Linked DNA regions of Hordeum vulgare: region 1 is linked to region 2. A link is a contact called in public Hi-C data. All regions are on one chromosome and are shown on one strand. Each heading gives the region's core, a stretch centred on a gene start, on an enhancer-like site or on the middle of the called end of the contact. The rest is flanking DNA. Distances are from core to core; before and after follow the strand shown.

The links. Hi-C and Micro-C count contacts between places; a contact is called where the count stands out from the background.
Region 1: a Hi-C map of leaf shows a contact between it and region 2, with 4 times the contacts expected there. The contact joins the promoter of LOC123404396 here to the promoter of LOC123402780 in region 2. A contact is called at or near these places in 4 of 6 Hi-C or Micro-C datasets (leaf and seedling).

The regions. Positions count from the first base shown.
Region 1 is chr6H:62,840,065-62,844,216 of MorexV3_pseudomolecules_assembly, forward strand. It overlaps LOC123404396 (protein CHLOROPLAST IMPORT APPARATUS 2), which reads left to right and starts at 1,612. Exons shown (of 3, transcript XM_045098316.1): 1 at 1,612-3,550. The coding sequence starts at 2,297.
Region 2 is chr6H:62,690,587-62,694,288 of MorexV3_pseudomolecules_assembly, forward strand. LOC123402780 (DNA repair protein RAD5A) reads left to right here and starts at 1,260. Exons shown (of 20, transcript XM_045096741.1): 1 at 1,260-1,980; 2 at 2,087-2,220; 3 at 2,313-2,448; 4 at 2,889-2,942; 5 at 3,016-3,162; 6 at 3,247-3,398; 7 at 3,491-3,575; 8 at 3,683-3,702. The coding sequence starts at 1,441.

The DNA.
Region 1 (4,152 bases), core at 362-2,861, 150 kb after region 2:
ATATCAAACCTCTCTCTCTCTTTTCTAACAAAAAAAAAATCTATGTGTCTCTGTGTTGGGCCAACCATGGTGAGCCATGCATGCATGCAAGGGTCCAAGATCCGGCGGGGCCCGCGGCGTTCCATGGCTTCACGTGAAAAGGTTGGTTGCCGCCGATAAAAGGGCCGCCGCCACGTAGGCCTGGGGAAATCCGGCGGGGCCAATGGGAGGGCGCCGCGTCAGCGGATAAGCAGGGATTATAGGGGTTTCTTCCCTGCTCGCCGTTGGGAGGTCCGTCCACTTGCCGGGTAGATTCGGATCAGTAGATGGCGGGCAATCAGATGATGATAGCGTGTACCAGCGCGGCACGGATTTACCGATATGCCCTCGCCCTCCTGTCCATTATTTCTGGTGGTTGCAACCTCCGGGCATGGCAAAAGCTCAACGGAACGTGTATCGTTGTGATCGTAGGTTGATTGTTGGTGATTGGGTTTGAAAAGTTTATACGGGTATATCATACAAGCTTTCGCAATTTCAATCCAAGTTTGAGTGTCGACGCGGCGTTTTGGCGCTATGATTTCGTAGAAGCTTTCACAATTTCAATCCAAGTTTGAGAAAATTGCTCCCTCAATTTTCATCCAGAGCAGAGTATTTTTTCTTTCTTTCTTTGAGGGTGGGAGCAGAGTAATTCATATGCAGTGACAATCGATAGTAGTAACATTTACCAGCCATTGGTTGAATCCCATCTTTTGTCTTGTAAGCAAAGGAGAAATGAAGGGAGATAAACTACTACGTACATAGTAAATGCAACCACACTTGTTCAACAAAAGACACTGAATGGTACGAGGAGGAGAACAAAAATAATATGCTGGCTGTTACCAAATTAAAATTAGTATAAGTAGAACATCGGACGCAAAGAGGACAATCCGGACAAAAGTGGAAGTACTTGACATTTCACCTAAAAAAACACATATGGGAACGAATGCTTCAAACATTTTGCTTTCTATCCAGCACAAGAGGCATGCGGACAAGGTGTGTTAGTCCAAAAAGGCAATCGTTAAGTAATGCTTAGCCGCACGCATGTTCCATTGGCCAGTGCCGTCTCTAGAGGAAAAGAAATACTCTATTCGATTTAGCACATGTTTTTTTTTTCTTAATATTCCCCTTCTGTTGATGTTCCAATAATAAAAATGTATGAGTGGGCTTCATGCCAAAAGCCATGAAAATATACTGATTATACTACTCAAGATCTTGTAATTACATGCTTTCTGTTCCCCCCAAATGATTTTTTTGTTGTTCAAGTCTTCACCAGCAGGCCAAAAGTAAATGTAACAATTGACCGGCTTTCTTGTGACTTTAGGAGCCATGGCAAGCACAGGGCAAATTGGTCTCACGCTCTCCACTTATCCACTGCAAATCTCAGATGACACAACAAGATTCCAACACATGTACATGTACGTACCACCTAGAGAGAGAGTGGGGAGAAGCAAAGGAGAGAGGGAGAGGGAGGGGCCAGCCTGCGGTGGGTCCCACGGGCCAGAGGGAGGGAGAGCGACCTCATGAGAGTGAGCCTTGTCTCTTCCCCCAGCTCTAGGCTCTCTAAAACCCCACCCCCCTCCTCCCTCCCCTTGAACCCTTTCTTCCTCCTCCCCCACCGCCTCCAATCCCCCGCAATTCCCTCCCTCTCTCTCTCTAGCCTTCCCGTAGGATTAGCTAGCATTGCTCCTCTCTCCCCTCCGTCCATCTCCAATCCCAAAGACACAGCTGCTAGCTCGCAGAATTCATACCCTGGCTCTGTTCCTGCTCTGTTCTTGCTGGCTCTGCTCCTGGCTTGACCTCTTCTCCTTGCCACGGACAGAGGAGTACGTCGCAGAGTCCTTCCGCCCGTCCCCTATTTTGTTCTTGGTGCCTCTTTTCATATATACAGAGCTCGAGTCGAGTCCTTCCCAGGTGGGGGCAGGGGCGGCCATTGGTTTCCCTTTCCTCTTTGGAGTCTGCCCATGTCCCAAGGTCTCTGCTGCGACTCTGCTTAGCTCCCTCCGAAAAGATAGGAAGAAAAAATTGCCGTTTCCTCGCTACCTTTTGCTCCGTCTTCCTCTCCGTCTCGCAGCTTTCATCGGCCGGGAAGGAAGGGAATTCCTCGGTTCCCGCGCTGTCTTTCGGGGTTTAGGGGTTTAGGAATTCTTCACTCGCTTCTTGTGGAGCTGTGGTGGTGGTGGCGGTGGTGGAATTGATTGATCGGCCGGCGAAGAAGAGCTGGAATAAATTCTTGGTTTGAGCGGCGGCGGTGGTGGTGGTGGTTGAGGGGGCATTGGCGATGACGTCGTCTTGCATACCGACGGGGCTGCGGCTGGACCTGGACATGGTGAAGGCGGCGGCGTCCCCCGGGGCGCACTCGTCGCCGCTGCGGCCGGCGCACTCCTCGCCGTCCTCCACGCTCTCGGAGGCCTCCAACGCGTCCTCCTCGGCCACCTCCGTCTCGCTCAAGCGCGCGCGGGCGCCGCGGAAGCGGCCCAACCAGGCCTACAACGAGGCCGCCGCGCTGCTCGCCTCCATCCACCCCTCCGTCTTCCCCGTCAAGAAGAGCCCCAAGACGGCCACGGCGCCGCGGCCACCGCCGCTCTCGGGCCTCGCCGTGGCCTTCGGCGCCGCCGCGTCCTCCTCCGACCTCCTCCCGCCGCTCCCCGTCCTGTCCGACGCCGCATTCCTCCTCCGCGACCACGCGGCCTCGCCCTCGCCGCGGCCGCCGCAGAGCCCGTCCATCGACGCCTGCAAGAACTGCTCGTCACCGACGCCCGTCAGCAGCGCGTTCCGGGAGTTCCGCGACCCGGCGCCGTCGCCGGCCAGCCCCGACACCGCCACCGACGAGCCCGGCGAGCTCGACTTCGACGACGACGGCTTCGACGCCGAGTCCATCCTCGACGTCGACGAGGCCGCGGCCGGCGGCGCTGCCGAGGGCATCGACGGCATCATGGGGAGCCTCACCATGGAGGCCAACACGGCCACCGCCACGTCCGACGACTCCATCCTGTCCAGCTCCGGCATACACCCCTACCTCAGGAGCCTCATGGTGGTCGGTCTCGCTGGCCGGTTCGAGCTCGGCCTCGGCTCCCGGCAAAGCACCCGCCCCAACCTCAACCGTGCCCTCAAGCGGCGGGACGACGACGGGGCCTGGTGGATGTGGCCTGCTGTGCCGGTGAAGGACATCACGGTCACACCACCGACGCCACCGCAAGAACCGGCAGCGGCAGTGTCGAACACCGCAATGCCGCCGCCGGCGTCGGCAGCACCAGAGAAGAAGAAGAGCAAGAAGAAGAAGAAGGTGAAGATGGAGAAGGTGCTGGCCAAGGAGGAGGAGCTGGCCAATGCGAAATGCGAGGAGGGGGCCGATGGAACAGTGGATGCGGCGGACGGCAACGGGGACGATGACGGCGCGCCGACAAAGGCACCGAAGACCGGTTTGGGGCTGAAGCTGGACACCGACGACGTGCTCAAGGAGTGGTCCGGCAAGGGGTCTATGTTCGCCGAGGGCAGCGGGCCCGATTCGTCGGAGTCTGCCGCCGAAGTGCGGGTGAGTACCCTTGCTTCCCTGAATTTTTTCCTCTTGCGTGCAGCAGGACAGTGCAACATAATTTTTCTTTTCGAATTTTTATCCAAGTCAGAACAAGTCTCACTTAAAAAACACGAAATTTGGCATGCCCTGTAGATGATGTGTACCTCTTCTATGGCACTAGTTCAGATAAATCACGGAGACATGTGTTCAAATTGATATGTGATGCTCTGAAGTCTGAATACGTTCTCTGATAGAAGACTCTAGTTCAGTACCACTGCCATAATTAAATTTTGGTGTGGCTCATGGCTTCAATTTTGTATAGCTCAATTTTACCTCTACATGCCCATTATTCGGATAAATAGGCTCCTTTTACTAGGAAAAAACAGAAGAATTTTACCTCTTCTGAATTGCTTTCTTCGGCAAAGAAAAAGGGACACCCCACAACTAGAAACCACATGCTTGATAAGCTGATATGCAACTGCCATTTGTGGAACTGGTATCAGCTATTAAGCCCATAATAAACTACTAGGAAAATTGTTTATCCAACTGATGGTCCCTCGCAATGCCACAACTCACAAGAAGTACCCAGTCCTGTACTACTGCATATCTGTAAGTACACA
Region 2 (3,702 bases), core at 10-2,509:
GCCTACCTCCTGCACTGGAAGTTGCAGCGCCTGTCGGCGGAGCGCACCGAAGGCCTTCGACAGATGGCGCTGGAGAAGGAGGCGGAGGAGGAACGATGGGAGATGGAAGAGGAGGAGCGCGCCCGTGCTGTGTTGCCACCGCCACCAGCATTGCCCGCGCCGACGGGACAGACGACAGAGGTATCGTGGTATCGATTCCGACAATAGAAAGGGGTAGGATAAAGGAGCATGATCTATCGAGATGCAAATGGTGACACGGTGATTTTAGCGAGTTCGGGCCTCTCACGGTGGAGATAATGTCCCTACGTCTCGTGCTCCGGAGAGGCTTCGTTTTATCTATCATGGACATGAGTTACATGGTATATTTGAGAGAGGGAAGAACAGATCTCCTAGCTAAGTCCTGAGACTAGAGAGAGCCAGAGCTCCAGGGGAAGAATGAGCCCGCAACGGGAGAAGAAGCTAGCCCTTGAGCTATGTGGTGGGGTGGCTTATATAGAGTGCGTCACTCTCTCATTTCCTTTGTTACAAGATGGAACATTAGTGCCATGATGACAAACCACTACGAAACCTCCACTATGAGTATGATGCTTCGACTGCCTTGTTGGTCTTCGCATATCCGAGTGAGACATATGGCCAAGTGGTTTACCGTCGTCCGAGTGGATACTATGTATGTATTTGTCTGGTCCCACCTCATGTGTGGACCCCATACAATTATGGTATTTCGACCTTTCATGGGCCTACCCGTTTTGTGTATCCTCAGCGGGAGGCGCAGACAGTTGCGCTCTGGAACAAGGCGTTCCCGTTGGCCGGCCCTGCGCCTACGCTGACCTCACCGGCCCCGACAATGACGACGACGCCTAGGGCTGCCTCATAGTTTAGTTTTTTATGTTTAATTAATGTAATAGAGACACATGGACTCTCGTTGGCTTCGTGGCCGGCTTTTAATGTTTAATTGTTATTTGTTTATTATTTTTAGAAATGCTTTATTTTTTTCCACGCGTTGACAAAAATGCGTCACGCCAGCGTTGGGCGCATGCGTCGACCCAAACGCCGAAGCAGATGTTGGTATTCGTCAGACCGATCCAAACGCCAAAGCAGACATTGATGTCCGTCGGGCAGACCCAAACGAATAAAAAATTGATAAAGTCGTCGTCTATTTGGGTCCGTGGGTCCGTGGGTTGGAGTTGCTCTTATTGCACCAATCAGACGGTTCCGGGAGTGGCCGATCCGGCCTGCACTAGGCCGGTCGACCGGCGCAGAGTAGCGGCCTCGAGAAGCGCAGAGCCAGCCAAGGCCGCTCAGCACAGCAGTGAGCGTAAAGGGGAAAAGGGTGGGTCAAGGCGGCAATTTGTCTCCCCTTCCCGCTGAAGCTGTATAGGCGGCGCCAAGCGGGCCTGTTTCGCGGGAAAATTTCGCGAGCAAATCGGAGGTGCGAGGCTGATGGCGAAGAAGAGCGAGAGGGCGGAGCAGGTGGCGGCGGTGCGCGCGGTGCTCGGCGAGGAGACGCCGGAGATGGACATCATCCGCGCGCTCCACATGGCCGGCGACGACCCCACCAAGACCATCAACATCCTCCTCGACCTCCACCACAGCCTGCCGCCGCCGCCGTCGCCGTCCCCGTCGCCCCCACCCCAGCCTCCGCCCGTCCAACCCACCAAACCCCCCAGCAAATCGATCCCGCCGCCCAAAACCCCCGCGCAGCCGAAGCCCGCGGCGGCGGCGGCGGCAGGGAAACCTAGGCCCAAGTCCAACCCCGCGCCCGCCGGCGGCGGCGAGCACTGGTGGCTGGTGGGGAGCGCCGAGATGGCCGGCCTGTCCACCTGCAAGGGCAGGCGCATCGCCGCCGGGGAACCGGTCACCTTCTCGTTCCCCAGCTCCGCGACCGCAGCCGCCGCATCGGGCAAGGGCCGCCCTGGTCGCTTTGCCCTCGCTTCCTGCACCTCGGAGATTATGCGCTTCTCAACCCCGCAACACGGGGAGGTACATTACTGATTACTCGGTCATCACCGCTTATTTCCCCATTCTCTGATGCTGCACCGCATCGCATCATGTATATTAGTGGTGTATAATGACTTCTTGTTTCTAGGTCGGTCGTATCCCCAACGAGTGGGCGCGGTGTCTGCTACCCCTTCTCAAGGAGGGGAAGGTCAAAGTCGAGGCCCTGTGCAAATCCGCTCCTGAGGTTCTTAGCATCATGGACACTGTCCTCTTGTCTGCTAGGTATCTGAATTTTTACCGATAAGGAACTATCCACCGTACCCATTTGTGCTGTCTCATGTATATTAAGTTCAGTGTGGTTGTGCATTTTGCAGCATATATATCAACAGCTCCATGTTCCGTGACCAAAAGCAGTCACCGCCCAAGGCAACACGTGCTGCTACGGAGGACTCCACATTCCATCCACTCCCCGCACTTTTCAAAGTCATCGGGATTACCCCTTTTATGAAGGTGAGCGGTCTTCAGTTTGTTGCGTCCCTAAAGGATGTACTGATAAAAGATGAAAACATTATTCACAAGGTCATGATTACATTAAATGCTTTGCTCGCTGGTATGATTGCTTGCAAGATGGTATGATCTCTTGTTCATTCTAGCAAAAAAAGGATTGTAAAATGTCATCATTAGTACCTACGATCTCTTGCTTTGATAGAAAATATCGTCGATGGATGATGAACTATAAAGTAGAACTGAGAAGTATGAAAGAGGTGTATTTTACTTCATAACCATGTATATTACATAATTGGAGAGATATGGAATGCAAATAAAGGCATCAATTGCCAAGGCACAAGGAGTTCTGTATAAAATTGGGCAATTGTCTTGCTTATGCGTTCTGCGCCAGAATCACTTGCTCTAGTTCTCTTTTCATTTAATTTTATTCAAATAAATAACAGGCAGCATTTACTCCCGAGGATCTCTATTCCAGAAAGCGACCAATTGAAAGAAAGGTAAACTATTATTGGCTCATGCTTTACACTACTATTGTCATAAGAACTATTGGGCTCACATCTGCCTGAACAGAGCAGTAACGGGGAGCCAGCCACAAAGTTGACATCTGAGAAAATGAAATTATCTTCTAGCGGAAATGAAGATGACCATGCTGAGGGAACTGTTTCAGATTCAGATTTGGATGTTATAATTGGAATCTCAGACAGTTCTGCATTGGAGGTAAGTTAACAATCTTAGTTTTGTCATTTTCAGACATAAGTTGGCTGTCCTGACTTCAGTAATGCGCCCTTTTATCCCTTAAAGGAGAGGGATCCACCTGAGGCTCTGCAGTGCGATCTGCGCCCTTATCAGAAGCAGGCCCTTCATTGGATGCTGCAGCTTGAGAAAGGCAGTTGCTCCCAGGATGCAGCTACAACCCTTCACCCTTGTTGGGAGGCATATAAGCTTGATGACAAGTATGTCTGGCTTATATTTGCATCTGCTATTTTGTTTTAGTATGATTGTTCCAAATTTAATCGATATTTATAATCCTACTCATTTATTTCAGGAGGGAATTTGTTTTGTACTTGAATGTATTTTCAGGGGATGCCACTACTGAATTTCCTAGTACATTACAGCTTGCTAGAGGAGGGGTAAGGGTTATATAAAATACTTTACTGATGTATCCTTGCCATGCCTGTTGAAAATCCTAATTGTGCTTTTATGTGATACTTTTATTAACTGATTTAGTATATTGCAGATACTGGCAGATGCAATGGG